Linked DNA regions of Mus musculus: region 2 is linked to region 1. Evidence: chromatin contacts called from public HiChIP or PLAC-seq data. All regions are on one chromosome and are shown on one strand. Each heading gives the region's core, a stretch centred on a gene start, on an enhancer-like site or on the middle of the called end of the contact. The rest is flanking DNA. Distances are from core to core; before and after follow the strand shown. Region 1 holds the start of Pafah1b2 (platelet-activating factor acetylhydrolase, isoform 1b, subunit 2). Region 2 holds the start of 4930448E22Rik (a long non-coding RNA gene).

Region 1 (5,333 bases), core at 727-3,226:
AAAGAGAAACCCTGTCTCAAAATGAGTGAGTTTGTATAAAATGAGGAGGGGGCTGGATAGAGCTGGCCCAGCAGTTAAGAGCAGGTACTGCTCCTCCACAGGTCCTGGGTTTGATTCCCAGCACCCACATCCCAGCTCCTGACTGTCGTTTGCTCCACCTCCCAGAGGTAGTACCCAATCCCTAGGAGTTCAAAAACTAAAAACCAACACTTCCCACCTCACCTTACTGGGTCAGAATAATCTCCTTAGCCAGGGAACTGCAGGCTTCCTATGAAAAACTAGCAAGGAGGCGATAAAAGGTGGGCAACTGTGTACATTTCCATGAAAAACTATTTTGCAGAGCAAACTTTGTTGTCCTTCAAAAATCTCCAGGGAGAGAAGGCAGTCCTAATCCTAAACTTTCTATCTTCCCCACTTAATTTAGACCTCAACGACACAGCACAGCACCGGACTCTCTACACTAGTGGTGTGGAAGTCAGTCCCAACAAAACAACTACAACCCCTCAAGCTCAGCCGGGGTGTGTGTGTGTGTGTGTGTGTGTGTGTGTGTGTGTGTGTGTGTGTGTGAGAGAGAGAGAGAGAGAGAGAGAGAGAGAGAACCTAGAAGCTTGCTGAGACTTTTGAATGAGAATGAAAAGATTTAGGATGCTTCCATTAAGGCCTGAGGCTTTTCATTTTGCTTCAGAGAGTTGGCAGAATTATTCTGAAGAGGAAGGCAAGCCTCGTCCAGAATGCCCTGCCCCGGTCTCTGGTGGGCGGCCCCCCAGGATCCAGCCCATCCATAATTTATTATCAAGTGCCCATGCCAACAAATTAATGCACAATGATTCCCTCCCCTGCTCTCCCACAAGGAGGCAACCTTTAAGTCTGAACAATGTGCCCAGAGAAGGAACTGACGGGCAGACACAAGCCTCATCCAAGGGAAAGATAAGCTTGCATTTTTCTCTTTTCCACACCTTTTCCTCTGGCCCATTCTCTCCACTCAACTCAACGCTGTAGAAAATGCAAGTCTAGGACCTGCTCTTAGCGTCTTGGTGCCCTTCCCTTTGTCCATAGCCACGTTCTTCAGAGACGCCAACGCTTTATGGCTTTGGGTTTCCTTAAGATCCGTATATACATGATGAAAGGCAACGTCAGCCTGGGAGCTATGGAAAGGATAACGAGTCACTCTGCCATGAGTAACTCAAACCTGGAGACCACAGGCTCTGACCCGCTAAGTGGACATGGACCACAAGGGCTGGGGAGAGGAAACACACCTCCAAGGAAACTACTCACTGACAGATGTACCTGGCTGGCGGTAGGCCATCGGCCAAGTCACCAACGCCTGGGCCTCGTCGCCGAATGAAGTGGGTGACCCTTAAGGCTAGCCTCTACCAATCCTTTCAGAGCCCTGACACGGGTCTTTGGGAAGTATAAGCGAAGGCAACAGAGAAGTTTCGAATGAGGAGACAATTTTCGACGAGAAGGGCAAAGAGCGTGATCCGTTAAAAAAAAAAAAAAGGCACAACCCAGTCACAGGCTTGGGCCTAGAGGTCCCACCCCGGGGATGGAGGGAAAAGGCGACAGCTGAGGCAGGAGGCCGGGCCAGGGGACCCGCGGGCCGCTCAGCCGCTGGCCAGGGTGGAACCAGGGCGCCGCAGGGCAGCGGCGACGGCGCGGGGCCCCGGAGGCCCTGCAGGGCGACAGCGCGGGGCGCGGCGGGGGAGGGGCGGCGTGGGGGAGGGGAGCCGGGCCTCACAATACCGGCTCGCCCGCGCGTCCCACCCGTCACGACGAGGCCCCGGCTCCGCGGTCCCCACGATGCACTCACACAGGCAGAGGGTCCGTGCGGGGCCCTCAGCGGCTGCGGCGTCGGCGGGTTGCGCTTCAGTCGCTCGCTTGATCCCGACGGCCGCGTTCCGGCGCGCGTCCCCTCCTCGGGCCCCAGCACCAAGCAGCAGCGCCTCCACTTCCGGTCCCCCTGCCACTCGGGCAAATGGCTTCCGGAAGTCCCGCCCCTGGCTGCGGGGCTAGTTGCGGGGCGGGTGCGCCTCACTTTCCCTCGCAGTGCGCGCTCTTTGCTTGGCGCACAGGTCTACCGTCCCTGCCAAGTACTGACTTTGTTCTCTTTCTTTCCCCGACTTGAGCCTCCATCTTTCCTGTAACTGCCTTCCTGTCCTGATAGGATGACGGAAACTATCCGGAGATGGCCTTAGAGACAGTGTAGCTTGACCTCTCGCTGACGCTACTCCCTTCTTAGCCACTGATTTCCTCCACCGATGGGATAAACCAGATTGCAGAGAATGGGGAGAAATAGGCCCGAAGTTAAAAGGGGCAACCCCTACATTTACCAGCAGAATTTCTATGATGATACTCAGAATTGTGTGATAGATACCACTCGGGGAATAACAGAAACCCCAGTCTTTACCTTAGAAATCCATCCAGTTTAGGGGAGTACATAGAGAGTCAATGTAGAGATTAGATGCTAACGGCTGGATAAGTGCAGGACAGATCAGCGCCAAGAGGAGGGGCAAGAGATTGCGTCATCATTAGCAGGGAAACTTGGTGGAGCAGTGCCAGGGCTGGCTCTTTAATGATGGATAGGATTCATTCAAACTCATAATAGTGAATTGCAGAGCATTCCAGGACTCTGAAACTGATTGAGAATGTTCTTGAAACCTGTAAGCCTAAATTATCGAGATAATAAAATAAAATTTCAAATCACTTATGTGCTGCTTGTATTATCTCGAATGCAAAATAAAAATTTCAAGATAATGACTTTGTCACTGCCTCCATAACTCTTCTGCAGATATTCCAGTTACATATGGTACACTAGCAAGATCTCAGTAAGTGCTGTTTTAAGTGTTTTGATCAAGAGAATATCGTAAAGGGTTATTTAAACAGTTTAGTATTAAATACACTGTTAAGAGAAACAACTTGAATTGGTTTCCAATGATAAAGCCCTATGTCTGGGTTGTTTTTGTCAATGACACAAATCAGGGTCATTTGAGGAAGGGAACTTTAAAAATGCCTTCATCCGATTGGCATGTAGGCAGTCTATGAGGGTATTTTCTTGATTAATAATTGATGGGCGTATCCCACTGTGAGTGGTGCCACTTGGCGAAGGTGGCCCTGAGTTGAGTTGTATAAGAGCACACAGTCAGTCAGTAAGAAACGACATTCTATAGCTCCAGTTCCTACCCTGACTTCTCTCTGTGACAGCTGTGATCTGAGAGCTGTAAAGGAAGTAAGTCCTTTCCTCTCCACTTGGCTTTTAGTCATGGTGTTCCCCCTTCTCTCTCTCTCTCTCTCTCTCTCTCTCTCTCTGTCTCTCTGACACACACACACATTTTGATACTATCTTTTATTCATAAGAAACCTTGATTGATTGCTTGCTCTTAAAATGAAAAACGTAGCCCAGGATAGCCTCCACTTCACTCTGCAGCTATGAACGTAGGACCTTCCTGCTTCCTCCCTTCCTGGGTGCCACCATGCTTGGGTCTCACACAGTCCTTCAGGATTGAGTACAGGGCTTTATGCGTCTTAGACAAAAACTATCAACTGAGCTACATTCTCAGCTCTACAAAACTTTTCTTCAAGCCCTTAAGGCTCCTCATTTTTGGTTGTACTATAGATTGAACCCAAGGAGACATTCTATATTTGAAAATCCTGGGGGTTGGCGAGATGGTTCAGCAGTTAAGAGCACTGACTGGCTGGGTTGTGGTGGCGCAAGCCTTTAATCCCAGCACTTGGGAGGCAGAGGCAGGCGGATTTCTGAGTTCGAGGCCAGCCTGGTCTACAGAGTGAGTTCCAGGACAGCCAGGGCTATACAGAGAAACCCTGTCTCAACCCCCCCCCCCCCGCAAAACAAACAAACAAACACACAAAACAAAAACAAAAAAAAAAACAAAAAAAACCAAAGCACTGACTGCTTTTCCGAAGGTCCTGAGTTCAAATCCCAGCAACCACATGATGGCTGGCAACCATCCGTAATGAGATTTGATGCCCTCTTCTGGTGTGTCTGAAGACAGCTACAGTGTACTTACATAAAATAAATTAATCTTTGGGCTGGAGTGACTGGGACTGGAGTGAGTAGAGGTCCTGAGTTCAATTCCCAGCACCCACATGATGGCTCACAACCATCTGTATAGCTACAGTGTACTCATATACATAAAATAAATAAATAAATAAATCTTAAAAAAAAAAAAAAAAGAACGCCGGGCGTGGTGGTGCATGCCTTTAATCCCAGCACTCGGGAGGCAGAGACAGGTGGATTTCTGAGTTCGAGGCCAGCCTGGTCTACAAAAGTGAGTTCCAGGACAGCCAGGGCTATACAGAGAAACCCTGTCTCAAAAAACAACAACAAAGAAAAAAAAAAGAAAAGAAAGTCCTGGGGCTGAAGAGATGGCACAGTGGTTAAGCGTACCTACTACTCTTGCAGAGGACCCAAGCTGGTTTCCCAGCTCCCATATCCCATGGCTTACAACACCCTGTAACTCCAGCTCCATGGGACCCAATGCCTTCCTCTACACTTACATGCATGTACCCACATGACACATGTATGCGAATGATTAAAATAGCATATTCTTTTCCAGTGAAGTAGAATTCTAAGTAGTTCCTTCAGCTGTACAATGACTGCAGCAGTGTGCTCGAGGCTGACAGTGACAGGCTAGTTAGGCACACCCAGGGGCTTCATGCTTTGCTCCCCTTGCCGAGCAGCCTTGAATAGAATTTCACTGACGGCTTGGCCTGGGGGTGGTTACCTGCCATAGTCCCAGCCACTGGGGAGACCGAGGCAGGAGGGTCACTTTCTTTCTTTCTTTCTTTCTTTCTTTCTTTCTTTCTTTCTTTCTTTCTTTCTTTAGGTTTTTCGAGACAGGGTTTTTCTGTGCAGTCCTGGCTGTCCTGGAACTCACTCTGTAGACTAGGCTGTCCTCGAACTCAGAAATCCGCCTGCCTCTGCCTCCCAAGTGCTGGGATTAAAGACGTGCACCACCACGCCCGGCTTAGATTTTTTATTTTGTAACCTTTATTTTAGGTGTATGATTGTTCTGCCTTATGTCTGTCTGTGCACCATGTGCACACAGGGCCTGTAGAAGCCAGAAGAGGGCATCAGATCTCCTAGGACTGGAGTTACAATTGTGAGCTGTCTGTCATGTGAGCTCTGGCTGTGTGTCCTTGGGAAGAACCACCCTGAACACTTGTTTGTTTGTTTGTTTGTTTGTTTTTGAGACAAGGTCTTTCTGTGTAGCCTTGGCTGTCCTGGAACTCCTCGGTAGATCTGGCTGACATCAAACTTATAGAGATCCAAGTGCCTCTGATTCCCCAGTGCAGCAGGGATTAAAGGCATGTGC
Region 2 (4,859 bases), core at 2,174-4,673, 350 kb after region 1:
GGTTTTTCGAGACAGGGTTTCTCTGTATAGTCCTGGCTGTCCTGGAACTCACTCTGTAGACCAGGCTGGCCTCGAACTCAGAAATTCGCCTGCCTCTGCCTCCCAAGTGCTGGGATTAAAGGTGTGCACTACCACGCCCGGCTATTATTATTATTATTATTATTATTATTATTATTATAAGAAAAACCCCAAACTCTTAACTCTCCACTCTTTTCACTGATAGAAACTTGTTCCAGGGCTTGTGTCTGATCGCAACCTCCTGCCTAAGAGCTATAGATTCACCTAAGCGTTTCTAGCAGACTGGCTTGAAGCAGGACTCAAGGGCACAGTATATGGCGCTCTGGCTCTAGTGGCAAACTTGGCTTTAATGTTTTGTTCCATGAGGTTGTCTCATCCAAGTGACTGTTGTATAGGATTCACATTTGAGAAAGTTCTATGGTCCCGCAGGTACAGCACCTCCTAGAAAGCGGTTGGCTTTTTCTTCTCTGTCGTCCCAGAAGAGCCAGGATGCTTGCTCGAGCGCCCCCTGGAGCATGGGCGTGTAGGTTCATGAGCAGAGAGTTGGCTGCAGGTTCCCAGGCTTGGCCCGGTGTGAGCCACGGGGGCCTTATCTTGCCATTAATGGTTTTCTAAATTGGTGGCAGTGGAGCAAAAAACCCAATTTGCGCCTGGAGCACGCTGATTACTATTGTAATAACCTCCGCTAATAAGAATATGATGTGGGGCTAGGCTGCGAGAGAAAACACATTTCTCATTAGCTCTTGATTAATTACTCTACATAATTCTTAGTTGTGGTGGCCAAGGGGGTGGGTGTCGCCATCTCTTAGCCTCACTTTAACCCCAGCATCTAGTGGGTGTGGGGTTCTCGTGGTTGCTGGCAGCCACCGGGAGGGGCGGTTCCTACTCCTCTCCTCTCCACACTCTCTCTCCTCACCTCCCTTCCCTGTCTTCTCTCATTGCTCCTTCTCCAGCACTGTTTCCTTCTCCTGTTTCTCTTTCAATCCCCCCCCCCCCCGGTTCTTTCGCTCTCTCCCACGCCCCCTTTTGAAGTCACCTATATCTAAGGCTGCCTTCGAACTCACTATACATGTGGCCATGGATGATCTTGAACTCCTGATCCTCCTCCCGCCTCTTTAAGTGCTGGGATCGCATGTGTGTATCGTCATGACAGGTTTTATTTGGTGCCAGCATCTACTGACCCGATCTACACCTGGGGCTCACCATCTGCACTATAGCTTCCCCTCAGCCTTTTCTTTATCTTCAGAGGAGTCTGCGTGGGCATTGGGGAGAAGGGTCATTGAGTGTTCCCTCTGCCAGAGGGGCCTGTGGGAGCAAGCAGGAACTGTCTCCGGGGTTCCTGGCGCCATCCTTACGTTGTCATCCCGCTGTTCCACCACGACCCTTCCTTGCCACTTCTGACATTTCACGGGCCATTGTTTGAGGCCTAATTGCCTGCCAGTGCGATCCGCTCGCACCTCCCTCCAGCCATCTGGTCCATGGCTCCTGCTGTTCACCGCGACAGCTAGGCCGAGAACAAAACAGTGAGCCCCGGGCGGTGCTGCAGCTCTTTGTGCGCGCGCGCGCCAAACTGCCGTAGTGTATTGTCTTCTCCGGGGACATCAGGCCTGTTACTAAGATGGGTCCGGTGGGCCAAGGGACACACAGAGCCTTCATAGCGACGAGGCAAACCCAAACTTGGTTGGCAAACCCAAGGTCCTGCAGGATGCAGGAAAACCGGGAAGACCAGCACTGCACGGTCACCTCCCTGTCCTTCTCCAGTCAGTGCCCGCACCCCTCTCCTCTCCCATCCTCTGACTCCTTCCACGGCCTCTTACCCCTCCAGGCAAGAGGAACTCTCGCTAGAGAGCCATGTAAAAATAGATGTATTTCTGGATACTCAGCGAGCCTGAAAAACGGCTGAGGCAGAGTCTGCTCCGCTGACAGAAGATCTATGTGCCGAATTCCTCTTCAAAATCTATTTCTCCGGAGATTTATTTTTGCAGGGCTCTGGCGAGCCAGGGGAAGTTCACAGCACCAGGGCACTGCGCGGCCGCTGCTTCCCGCCTGCGCCGGACCTCCTTCCTGGTGACTGTTTCCTGGAGTGAGCAGTGATCGAATTAGGAGGCTGCTGATAGGCCCGGTCAGGAGCTGAAAAGTCAGGGCTGAAATGCAAGAGAGATTTGAATGGCAAAAAGGTCATTCTCTTGCCGTACCCTGGCGGGGTCGGAAGCCTGTGAGACACAGCACGACACCCATCCCTGCGGCTGGGAAAATAAGTGATGGCTATATTTATGTCTCCATCTAAATGCATGGATCAAAGCAGACACTTTAATCTATTCAACAACAGCCGGAGGATTAAAAAGTTGCAGGCAAATCACACTCTTAAATTGGTAATATATTTTTGCTTGTCACTTCACAAATCATTTTACAGAGTGACTCCAGGCCTGATGGGAGATCTGAGGACTTGAACTTAGCTCATGAATCTGGAGAGACTCAGCCCCCTCCCAGCTGTGGCAGGAATCACCTCGTTTGCTCGACTTTCCTGGGCTCCGGCTGCAGTGGATTAACGTGGGGGTCATCGGGCTCAGGGTCACCCTGACAAATCTCTCCTTTTTAAAAGACTTAATTTACTTTTAATTAATGTGTACTGCGTATCGGTGTGGGTTCACAATATGCATGCAGTTTCTAACGGAGGCCAGAAGAGGGCATCCGATTCTTTGAGGCGGGAGTTACAGGCATTTTCATGCGGGGGTGGGGGTGGGGGTGGGGGTGGGGGAGGGGCATGTGGTTATAGGGAATTGAACTCATGTCCTCTGGAAGAGCAGCAACCACTCAACTACTAAGCAATCTTTCTGTCCTTAGACAAGTGCATCTCAGTTCACCCCCGTTATGACAGAGAAGCTGGGCGACACCGTTGCCCTCTCTTTTACGGTCAGGAGACAAGACAGGTGGCTTGCCCAGGCCATCGTACGTAACATGTGGGAGTGGGTGCAAAGCCAGCGGTTTGGACTCTAAGAACAGCGGCACTAGTTCCAGCCCTTCTGCTGGAGCAGCTGGGAGAGAGCGCACGAATCCTTCTCTCTCCTCGAGAGCCCAGGCAGGGTAGCAGAGAGGAGCTAAGTCTCTTTGTCCCAGGTCCTTTGCTCCCCAGCTTCATCTGTCAAATGGGGGGTACTGAGGAGCCACCTCCTGGGGTGAGCGATGAGATGTCGAGGGAGCGTCTTAGCACACTCCTTGACACAAACTAAGAACTCAAATTTGCACTGAACTCTGAAACTCAAGGTGGAGGGAGAGGAGCTCACAGCAGGACTTCTGGCGGGTGGGGGAGGAGCTTAACCATTCCGTCAGAGAGTAAGTTACCCTCTTCAGCAGACTGGGCTGTGAGAAGAGTTGACCTACACAGCCTAGCTGCTTTTCTCCTTGCTCGGTCATGGGATCAGTTGATTGTGACGGCTACAAAAATACTGCACAAACGCAACTTAGGAAAGGAAGGGTGTGTTTTAGCTCAGGGTGCTAGGGGAGACAGTCCTTCCCTAGTGGGAAAGTCACACCAGCACGGACAGAAGAAGCCAACGTTCACGCTGTGTCTCTAGTTAAGAAGTAGAAAGAGATGAAAGCATGTGCTCACTCATGTTCTCCTTTTTATTCAATCCCAGAAAGCATATCACAGAATGGCCCCAGCCCATGGAAGGACCCCAGCCATGGAAGGACCCCAGCCCATGGAAGGACCCCAGCCATGGAAGGACCCCAGCCATGGAAGGACCCCAGCCATGGAAGGACCCCAGCCATGGAAGGACCCCAGCCCATGGAATGACTCCAGTCCATGGGAGGACCCCAGCCCATGGGAGGACCCCAGCCCATGGAAGGACCCCAGCCCATGGAATGACCCCAGCCCATGGAATGACCTCAGCCCATGGAAGGACCCCAGCCATGGAAGGACCCCAGCCCATGGAAGGACCCCAGCCCATGGAAGGACCCCAGCCATGGAAGGACCCCAGCCATGGAAGGACCCCAGCCCATGGAAGGACCCCAGCCCATGGAATGACTCCAGCCCATGGGAGGACCCCAGCCATGGGAGGACCCCAGCCAATGGAAGGACCCCAGCCCATGGAATGACCCCAGCCCATGGAATGACCCCAGCCCATGGAAGGACCTCAGGCCATGGAGTGACCCCAGCCCATGGAAGGAATGGTGTTGCCCACACTTAGGCTGGGTCTTCCAACTCCCTTAACCTAATGTAGATAATCCCTCACTGATGTGACCAGAGATTTGTTTCCATGGTGATTCTAAAGCCCATCGAGTAGACAATCAAGATTAGCCACCACAGTCTCTGAGGACAAGATGCCTGCATGCAGAAGTGTCTCTCCCTATGCCATCTAAGATGGCTGCCAGATAACTGTGAACTTAATTATAATGTCATCCCCACACTAAACGACATACTCCAGTGTCTTGACAGTTGACAATTGCTGTGATGACAACTAGAAAGAACCATCCAAGGAGCCAAAGGAGGTGGCCCCAGAATTCCTGGGAAAGCTCTATCCACTCCCAGAAGACACACACAATTCCCTCCATTACCAGCCTGTTGCTCACCCTCATTTTGTCTTACCTGGAGCTATAACTTCTGGATCCCCAGCATCTAGAGCAGTTGATTTTAGAGCATATTGCCTGCTTCTCCTGCTCTTGACCAAGAGTTAGTCTCCTTTGGTCTCATGCTTGGTCTTTTTTTTTTATGATAATTTTTTTAATTAGGTATTTTCCTCATTTACATTTCCAATGCTATCCCAAAAGTCCCCCATACCCCTCCCCCCACTCCCCTACCCACCCACTCCCACTTTTTGGCCCTGGTGTTCCCCTGTACT

What was found. HiChIP or PLAC-seq counts read pairs in DNA pulled down with a chosen protein or histone mark.
Region 2: a contact with region 1 is called in an H3K27ac HiChIP or PLAC-seq map of embryonic stem cells, with 4 times the contacts expected there. The contact joins the promoter of 4930448E22Rik here to the promoter of Pafah1b2 in region 1. A contact is called at or near these places in 10 of 39 promoter capture datasets (the C10 cell line, the HPC-7 cell line, HPC-7-derived erythroid cells and 5 more), 6 of 484 Hi-C or Micro-C datasets (B cells, embryonic stem cells and liver), 7 of 115 datasets of contacts at active chromatin or transcription factors (differentiating embryonic stem cells, embryonic stem cells, pro-B cells and 1 more) and 4 of 9 other capture datasets (adipose tissue, embryonic stem cells, liver and 1 more).

Annotation. Positions count from the first base shown.
Region 1 is chr9:45,982,895-45,988,227 of GRCm38.p6, forward strand. Pafah1b2 (platelet-activating factor acetylhydrolase, isoform 1b, subunit 2) reads right to left here and starts at 1,977. Exons shown (of 6, transcript NM_008775.3): 1 at 1,811-1,977.
Region 2 is chr9:46,327,370-46,332,228 of GRCm38.p6, forward strand. 4930448E22Rik (a long non-coding RNA gene) reads right to left here and starts at 3,424. Exons shown (of 4, transcript XR_379345.4): 1 at 3,361-3,424; 2 at 1,374-2,162; 3 at 283-730. Gm39329 (a long non-coding RNA gene) reads left to right here and starts at 1,596. Exons shown (of 2, transcript XR_870704.3): 1 at 1,596-2,390; 2 at 3,657-4,266.